Linked DNA regions of Mus musculus: region 1 is linked to region 2. A link is a contact called in public promoter capture Hi-C data. All regions are on one chromosome and are shown on one strand. Each heading gives the region's core, a stretch centred on a gene start, on an enhancer-like site or on the middle of the called end of the contact. The rest is flanking DNA. Distances are from core to core; before and after follow the strand shown.

Evidence for each region. Promoter capture Hi-C pulls out the DNA fragments that hold promoters and counts their contacts.
Region 1: a contact with region 2 is called in a promoter capture Hi-C map of cranial neural crest. The contact joins the promoter of Aff1 here to the promoter of Lin54 in region 2.

Annotation. Positions count from the first base shown.
Region 1 is chr5:103,752,798-103,757,316 of GRCm38.p6, reverse strand. It overlaps Aff1 (AF4/FMR2 family, member 1), which reads right to left and starts at 3,155. Exons shown (of 20, transcript NM_133919.4): 1 at 2,972-3,155. The coding sequence starts at 2,988.
Region 2 is chr5:100,499,011-100,503,243 of GRCm38.p6, reverse strand. It overlaps Lin54 (lin-54 homolog (C. elegans)), which reads left to right and starts at 2,605. Exons shown (of 13, transcript NM_172714.4): 1 at 2,605-2,743.

The sequences.
Region 1 (4,519 bases), core at 1,906-4,405, 3.3 Mb before region 2:
TTTCACGATTTGGGAAAAGAAGGAGGGCTACATAATCTTAATTTTAAAGCAGCTACTGAGACCATAAACACTTAGTAGCTCATTCACAACTGATATGGGAAGTAGCATCACCTTGCCCTGCCTGAGTCACACTGAGAATCGAATGGAGCCTAGCTCATTCACATCAGCTTTAAGTCAGGACCTGTTCCACCTCAGCAAGGCAAGATCCCACCTAAGCTCCCACCTACAAGTAGGCCTATGCACAATCAAAGTACTTGGGGGTAGGTTTGCTGGTGGTTTTTCTTTTCTTTTCTTTTCTTTCTTTCTTCCTTGTTTTTTTCTTTTGACTGTGTGCATTTTCGCCCATATGTATGTATCCTGCCTGCCTGCCTGCCTGATGTCGATGGAGACCAGAATGGTCACTGGATCTCCTGGAACTGGAGTTACAGGTGGTTGTGAGCTGCATGTAGGCACTGGGAACAGAACTCTGGTCCTCTTTAAGAGCAGGAAGTGCTCTTAACCGCTATGGTTAAAACAGTGAGCTCTGAATCTCTAAGTCCAATGAGCCTGACCATTCAAATGAACTGTCACAAGAGCAAACCAATCTGTCCTCCATAAGACACGTGCCAATAGTTTTATATCACAAAGAATGCTTCAGTTTCTCCTGAGTGCTTGGACTACACTCAAGGCAAAATTGAAGGGATGATTGCAACAGGGTAGATACTCAGCACTAGGGCTAAGAAAACACCAGGAAGGCAACCGTGATGGCCGTGTGGTTTTGTTTCTAGTGCCAGAGCTTGTGAGCCAGCCAGGAAAGCACAGCAGGGTCTTTGCTGCTGAGCTGAGCAGCCACGCTGATGACTTAGATTAAACATGCTGCACCAGAGCAAACTTAGCTGCAATCACTTTCGGGCTCTTCCTCTGAAGTTCTGCAGCTGGCACAGCAGAGGCAACAAGAAGCAGGAAGTGCTACACTGTAGAGACTACAGGGGTCCATCTGGGGTCAGGCAGGTTGCACCTGTGTGACCTTGAGCACGAAACCTGTGTGACCCGGCTAGGCCTCAGTTTCCTTAACTACCAAGGGCAAATAATCAAGCACTTGCTTGTCTGCTTAGGTGACCAAGAGGTAATCCAATTACAGCAGCCTACTGCTGTGTCTGGCATACACAGGACCCAGTTTATCTTTTATTTCATTTTACGTTCGACGTTAGTTTAAGAGTCAAGGAATTGGAACAATAGAACCAAGGTTCAAATCCCCATGCTCTGGCAGCTTTAACTATTTTATAAGAGGTACCTTAATCTCGGGCTGTATGCCAAGGGATCCTGAGGCAGCGTGATACATAAGGATACTTTCACAAGTAAATTATGTAATACAAAGGAAACAAATGATCTAGAAGAGTATCTACTAAAATACACCATTGACAAGGTAAGGACATAATAGTTTGGTTTGGTGGTGTTGAGACTGTTTCTCTGTGTAACAAACAACAGCTCTGGCTGTCCTGGAACTCTCCTTGTAGACCAGGCTTTCCCCAGAACTCACAGAGATCGCCCTGCCTCTGCCTTCTGAATGCTGGGATTAAAAGGTGAGCAAGGCTTTCCCCAGAACTCAGAGATCCTCCTGCCTCTGCCTTCTGAGTGCTGGGATTAAAGGCAAGTGCTGGGATTAAAGGCATGGGCAACCATATCCAGCTATAACATATTTTAATTACTAGCCATGAACGACAAACAGTTCCTTAATTTCAAGCAAATGGGAAACGTTAGAGATTGAAGACATCTGCAGTCACTGTAATATGAAAATCTACAGGTTCTGTTTGTGCTAAAAGCTAACGGTTGCTTTTTAGTTAAGATTTAGCAGAAGTTTGAGGTGCAACTTCTGTTCCCCTACTCCTCTGTCCCGTTAGGAACCCCTTCCTTCCAACACTCAATAAGATGAAGACACAACTAAGCCAAGTTGAGAGGATTAAACTTGTTTTTAAAGTAAGACACACTTAGAAGGTTTTCTGTTTAGAGAAGTTCCTTCTAGGAAGTTTTATCTCTTAGAAAAATTCAAGTTCTATCTACTCAGTCTCTAACGTTTACAAATCTACTGTTCTCCATGATCTTTAGACCTAAAATTACTAAAATTACCTCAGCTCAGCGTCCAGATATGTTACCAAATCACTATCCTAAATCAAGTATTAAGGCTAAAGAACATTTCCATAATTGTAAACTTGTGCAATCACACTGCCTTCTGGCATAAGTTTTGAAAAGGTTCGACGGGTCCTGTTTTCCGTAACCAACAGCTGTAGAGACCGAAGCGCGATGACACCCAACAGCCTCAATCTTGGGCACCGGTGTACGGCCAAGTTTTAAGGCTCCTTTCAAAACCTTCAAACCCGGGAGAAGGCAAGACTCGGTCCTTGCAGTACAGGGCACTCCCCTGACAGCAACTGCGGGTCATTAGCCAGGCTCCCCTTCACCAACCCAGCGCATTCCGGCCTTTGCCTACTCAGCAGATTCACTCTGACTGTGCCGTTTTATGTGGAATCGTACATTCTAGCAGGAAAAAAAAAAAAAAAAAAAAAAAAAAAAAAAAAAAACTATATTACTCACCAGGCTCCACCACTCTCTCGTGGGAGAATCCTCGTTTCCATTAAGTGCGCTTCCAAATTTCTTTGGAAGACGCCAAACCAGCAACGAGTAGAGCCGGAGGATTGTGCACAGGCACCTCAGTGAAAATCCAGGCTCCGGCAGGAGAGAAACCAACTTCACTTTCCGAAAATAACAGTTCTTCGGGCCAGAAGCGGAATCTTTAACCTTAACTTTCCGGGCGGTCCCTTTGCACTCGGTTCACACACTTTTCTACCCGACACTCAGGGATGAGATAGCAGTGATCCAGCCGCTGGCTTCCTGCGGTCCCCGCCCCCCCCCCCCGGCACTCCCACCCGCGCCGCCCTTGCCCCGGGCTCCGCGGCCACTCCCGGGTCCCAGACGCCCCCTGCGCAAGCCTCACCTGGAATGGGCTGCCATGGCTCGGCTCACACTGCCTGGCGTCCCAAATCCATCTGCGCGCTCGCCCCGCAGGCTCTCTCGCCCGCGCCGCTCTCAGCGTCGGCCGCAGCCGTCGGCGATACTGCCCCGCAGACTCTGCGCTCTCGGCAGCCGCGTCCTCAGCTCTGTGTCCTCAGCACCGCCTCCGCCCCCCGGAGCCTCGGCTCGCGCCGAGCCTGACGGACATCCGGGCACCGGGGGCAGCCGGGCGAGCCGCACCTCCCTGGAGCCCAGGGAGCGGCGATGCCCGCCGCCCCGGGGCACTGTCGGGTCACCAGAGACCAAGGGGTGCGTCCGCACCGCCCGCTGCGGGGTCCCGGCTCCCAGTTCGCCCGCACTTCGGGGGCGATGTGCGCGGCGCTGGGCTCCCCTCGAGGTGCCCGAGCTCGCCGGGACCCCCCCGCAGGCGCCGCGGTGGTACGGCCCGCCTCCTTTTAAGGGCAGCGCGCACCTCCGCCGCCGCCGCTGCCCCCAATTCGGCTGTGTTCAAACGCGCGCTACAGAGATCCCCGCGCTCGGGCTGGGACCTCAGGGTCCTGCTGCCGTGGGGATGTGCTGGGAGTGGGAGCATCGGATCACTGCCTTCGCTGCTTCTGGCCGCTGCTGCGGGGCTTGCCATCGGAAACATCAGGGATCGGCTAGCAACCCTTCTTCAACTTTGCTTTCAGTTTTGAAAGTGCCCAGAAACAAGTGTTTATACGACTTCCCTCTTCGAGGCAACATGCGATTACACAGAAGACAGCCATTCAGGGAAGTCCCCTAATAAATTAAAAGAATTGCTTCCCCTCCACCCCACCCCACCCCACCCCCCGCAAACAAAAACCATGATGCAAACCAACGTAAACGCTCGAAAGCACAATCGAAAATTGCGTCAACTCAGACACAGGAAAGACACCAGGCTTTGCCTGGGAAGCGGCTGAAAACAACGATGGGCAGAAAGGCAGGGAGAAGACTTAACAGGGGCATCCCGGAGGACCAGCCTGCTGCTGGAAGGACACTTTCTTGGTGCGCTCCGGGTTCGACCCGGGACTCACCACATTATATTGCTCATGTAACTGATTGCCCAGTTTCTAAATACCGCAAGTTTCCAGATTCCGGTAGTCCCTCTCAGAGGTCAGAACTACTTACATAAGAACACAAGACAAAGCTTGTCTTTCACTCCCCTGGCTTTAGCTCTGATGGTGGAGAACGACTGACGCCTTCGCAGGAATGAAGGCTGTGGTGGCAAGTGAGACAAGTTGCCAGACACTGCTTTCTCCACCACCTACAGTAGTAGTTTGGAGAACTCGTGTACTTTAGGAATGCCCTTGATGAACTAACTAGTCCTTTGAATTTTGACTCTGAAATGCGGGGTTTTTCCCTCTGTCTCTATGTCAGTCTCTCTGTCTCTCCTCCCTCCCTCCTCCTCCTTGTGACAAACGGGAAGTGCACAGAAAGCACTGTTCTGTTCTAAGCTCACAAGCACAGCACCAGTCCTGAAGATGAGTGTGAAGTGACTGGAGAGAGAAAC
Region 2 (4,233 bases), core at 1,356-3,855:
GGGCACCTAAGCTTGTGCATATACCCACACATAGCTGCACACATGCATGTAATTAAAAGTAATAAAAATAACATTTAATGTAATTTTGAAGCTGGTGAGATGGTTCACCAGATAAAAACATGTGGCCACATTCACGAAAATTTAAAACAACCCCACCCCCCAAAAAAAACCCTCCACAATTCTTAGTTTACATAAGCATGAGAGGAAAGTCATGCGTTGGATTTGGTTTATAAGCTTTCATGTGCCAACGCCTGCTCTTGGGGATGCTCTTTTATTAGGGAATGGTTCAAGAAGAAGCACACGGGCAAGTCTGACCAGTGACTCAGGAAGACATGTCATCTGAGGGCATGCTTAACTTGCTACTGAAAAGAGGTTCATGGGAGGAAGACCTTGGCTCTGTGGCCAACATGTGTGATTTGTGTGTGTTTTATGTGTTGCTGGGTACCAGCCATAAATCCTCAAGAACGAAGGCAAACCCTTCAGGATAGTTTCATGAAGAACAAGAACTAGCAGATGTCTCTGTTTTCTATGTTTGCTTTACTTTGTTTTTTGAGTCAGGTTGACCCCAAACTCTTGATCCTCCTGTCTTTCCCTCCCAGGCAGCATGCAGTGACTGAAATGCACACTGCTGCGCCCAGATGTGCCTTTGAAGATGTCATTTCTCTTCAGAATTAGTCTAGGAAAGCTAGCATTGAAAAATAAGAAAAGAATACTTTGTCCTATGTACTTTACACAGCGCGCAGAGAGTCACCAACCATGTGAACTGCTTTTGCTGAACTGTGACCTACGGTTGAAAGCAGTCTAGTGAATGTCAATATTGAACTACAATTAAACAGCAGATAGCTTTGGGGGCAACTTTTTGAGTTCCCAAGGCAGTAATGACAGCTCCAGAATTATTTATTTATATAAGACGAGCAGTTTGATTGGACAAGGGATCAATCCTTTGTGTGCACAGCTATTGACATGAGTTGGTTTTTTTGTTTTTTGTTTTTGACAGGGTTTCCCTGTATAGCCCTGGCTGTCTTGGAACTCACTTTGTAGACCAGGTTAACCTCGAACTCAGAAATCTGCCTGCCTCTGCCTCCCAAGTGCTGGGATTAAAGGCGTGCACCACCACTGCCTGGCTTCTGTTGCTGCTTTTTTGTTTGTTTGTTTTTTTATTTTATTTTATTATTTTTTCTGAGACAAGTTTCTTTGTGTAGCCCTGGTCGTCCTGGAATCTTGATTCAAGGAAAAGAAGGAAACAGTGTGTGTGTGTGTATGTGTCTTACTGAAAGATGCAGGCTGAGTGCTGGGCTCAAACTCCCAATCTTCTTCTTGCTTCAGCCTTTAAAAAGCTAGAATATGGAGGTGGGCCACCCTGCCCAGCTAAAAGCTTTATTTTATTCTTGATTTTATATGAATTGTATTTATTTTTAAGATTTTATTTTCATGCATATCTGTGTATTTGTTTGTGCCCTCAGAGTCGTGAAGAGGATGTTGGATTCCCTGAAACTGGAGTTACAGGCCTTGTAAGTCACCTGGTGTGGGTGCTGGGAGCTGAACTTAGGTCCTTTATAGGAACGGTACCGGGTCCTAACCATGGTCCTAAGCACGGAGACATCTGTCCAGTTCCTTCTAAGAATTATAATATTCAGCACAGTTGTTGAGTGTTATATAATGCATCACTGGATACCACAGTTCTTATATTCACTAATGTAAAACTGTCATTCTCCACATACATTAAACGCTATGTCATGGTGTGAGTTGTTTTGACCAGATTGCTGACACTGATAAGATTGTACTAGTCATTTTAGTCGTTGTAAAAAATCCACAGTAAACCCGGAAATGTTGCCCTTATTCCTTAGGTCCTGTTTTGTAGTAGTGGTATCAGAACTGTGTCAGCTTGGTGGAAGGAACTCAGAATTTTTCTACCAAGGTGAGGTGTGGAGGTGGGGGTTATCTAAATTTGGGGCCTCAGTCTCTCTGCCTTTTTTCTTCTAGTGATGCCCCCACAGTACCCCCAGGAATACTTGGTTGGAAAGCGATACCTTTAACTTATCTCCCGCCTCCTTCGTGTGGTTCCCCAGGTAGTTTCACGTTGTAAGGCCTTTTTAAAATTTAATATATATTTTTTATTTCTTGGATTTATAAATATCCCAGGAAATGAGATGACTGAATGCAAAGAATCCATATGTATCAGTATAAGGTGTGTTGCAAGACAAATTATCAAAAACTCCCTTTCAAGGTAACTCTGCGTGCTCTCTCAGGAGCTTTTAGGAGCCCCTTGCAACGTTCACGTCTAAACCCCAACAGATTTATTAACATTTGAGAAAGGATGCGGACTCTCTCTTCACTCAGGCGCATCACCAAGCGGGGGCGCGCTGGAAACCGCACTGACCGAGGTTTAGTCACAAAGCCAGAAGCACGAACCCACTTGGAGTTCCCCGCCTTCCCTTTGACGGAGGCCCCAGGAGCAGTCACGTGGAACCCCAGAGCGCTCCCCCAGCCCTGCGCAAAGACGCGACTCGGGTTGCCAGGGGGCGGAGCAGGGGCGCGGAAGGGGCGGGGCTCGGGCCGCCGGCGGGGGCGGGGCGGCGCGCGGGCGGGGCGGGGCGGCCCGGCGTATTATGGGATGCGGCGGTGGAATGGCGCTGGGCGTGATTTTGAACAAACCCGGGTCTGTGTTTCGGAGGCGCCGCCGCCGCGGCTGCTGGGAGCCCGGGGAGCGCGGCGCGAGAAGGAGGCGGCGCCGCCGGCTCGGGTGAGTGTCAGCTCCGGAGACCCGGGCTGAGCGGCGGGGACCGGCGCCGGGCCCGCGCTCGGGGCGAGCGGCGCGCGGGCGGAGAGCGCGGCGGCGGCTCCGGGCAGCCGGGCGGTGGGCCGGTGGGCCGCGGCGGACCGAGGGTTGTCGGGGCGCGGCGCGAGCGGCGGGCGCCGGAGAGCGCGGCTGTCAGTCGGCGGGCCGGCGCCGCCCGCCCCGCGCTCGGGAGGAAGGGCTGGGCGGCTGTTGACAGGCTCTCGGCGCGGCCCGGGAAGCGGCTGCCGGCCCCGGGCTTCTGGGAACCTGTTTTGCTGCTGTGTCATTTCGTACCAGCGCCTCCTTTCGCTGCTGCCCGGCGCCGCGTTCTTCCTACGCCCCTTTGTATGGACTCTTCTGGGTGTGTGTCCGTTTCCCTCGCGAAGCCCACCAGCCAAATGTCATAGTGTCCCCGCGGTGCACGGGGGAAGGGAGCGGGCTGGGACTCAGCCTGGTCAAGCAACGGTAAACAACCATCCGAGTGCCGGTGGACCCGGCTGTTGGTGGGGAATAAAGTTGAAAGATGGAGAAACTGGGAACCCCTTCCACGCTCAGCCTCTAGCGGGCTCTCGGTAGAAACGCGCCGGGAGTGGGTGGGAGACAGCCCTTGACTAAGCCTGAGCCTGCTGACTTTTATATGGAGGTGTCATTCAAACAAGGTAGGGAAATGAAATGGCTTCTGCTTCTTCCTTATTCTTAGGGAAACTTAAGACAGTAGATTAGCCTTGTCCACAACCCTGAGATTCAGCTTGCTGGTTTCTGTTAGGTCTTTAAGAGCTTATAGTATGACTGAATGATAAAGAATAAAGCTTTTGAACTGGCAATTAGTAAGGCTTTCTGAAGTCAAACAGCTAACTTTTGGAGGATGCTGGTCCTATTAAGCCTTGCAGCTTATATGTTCTTAATTCCTTACATGATTAATTACTTCTATTCCCTCTTGGGTGCTTATTAGACTACACCATGAGAGGAACTGGAAGGGGGTGGGAGATGGATAGGTTGTTCCGGAATCTTGTTCTAAAGCAAGCTGTTTTTTTCCCCCCTCTGCATTGAACAAGTGTTATCAGCAGCAGATGGTTTTTAATTTGGAAACTTAGATCCTAAAGTCAGTTGGCAAAGGGTTCTAGCGAAGAGCTGGATTTTCTATATGTTAGAAGTTGATGGTTATGAATGATAATAGAGTTGAATCAGTAATTTAAATTTAGTAGTACCTGAGTATCTTAAACCAACGACAAATTGACATAATGTTGTTCATGGGCAAAAATGGTCAAAGTTGAGAGGAAAACAGTTCAGAACTTTATTCTTAAAAATGAAGGGGAGAGGAGACCAATGTCTGCATGATCAGCGCCTGTAATTTAAGGATGTCCGAGAAGTCAGGCATGCATATAGAAATAGCCATACTGTCAACATAGTCCTATGAGTGGAGTAGAATGCCAGCGTTGGTGAGTGACGTTAAA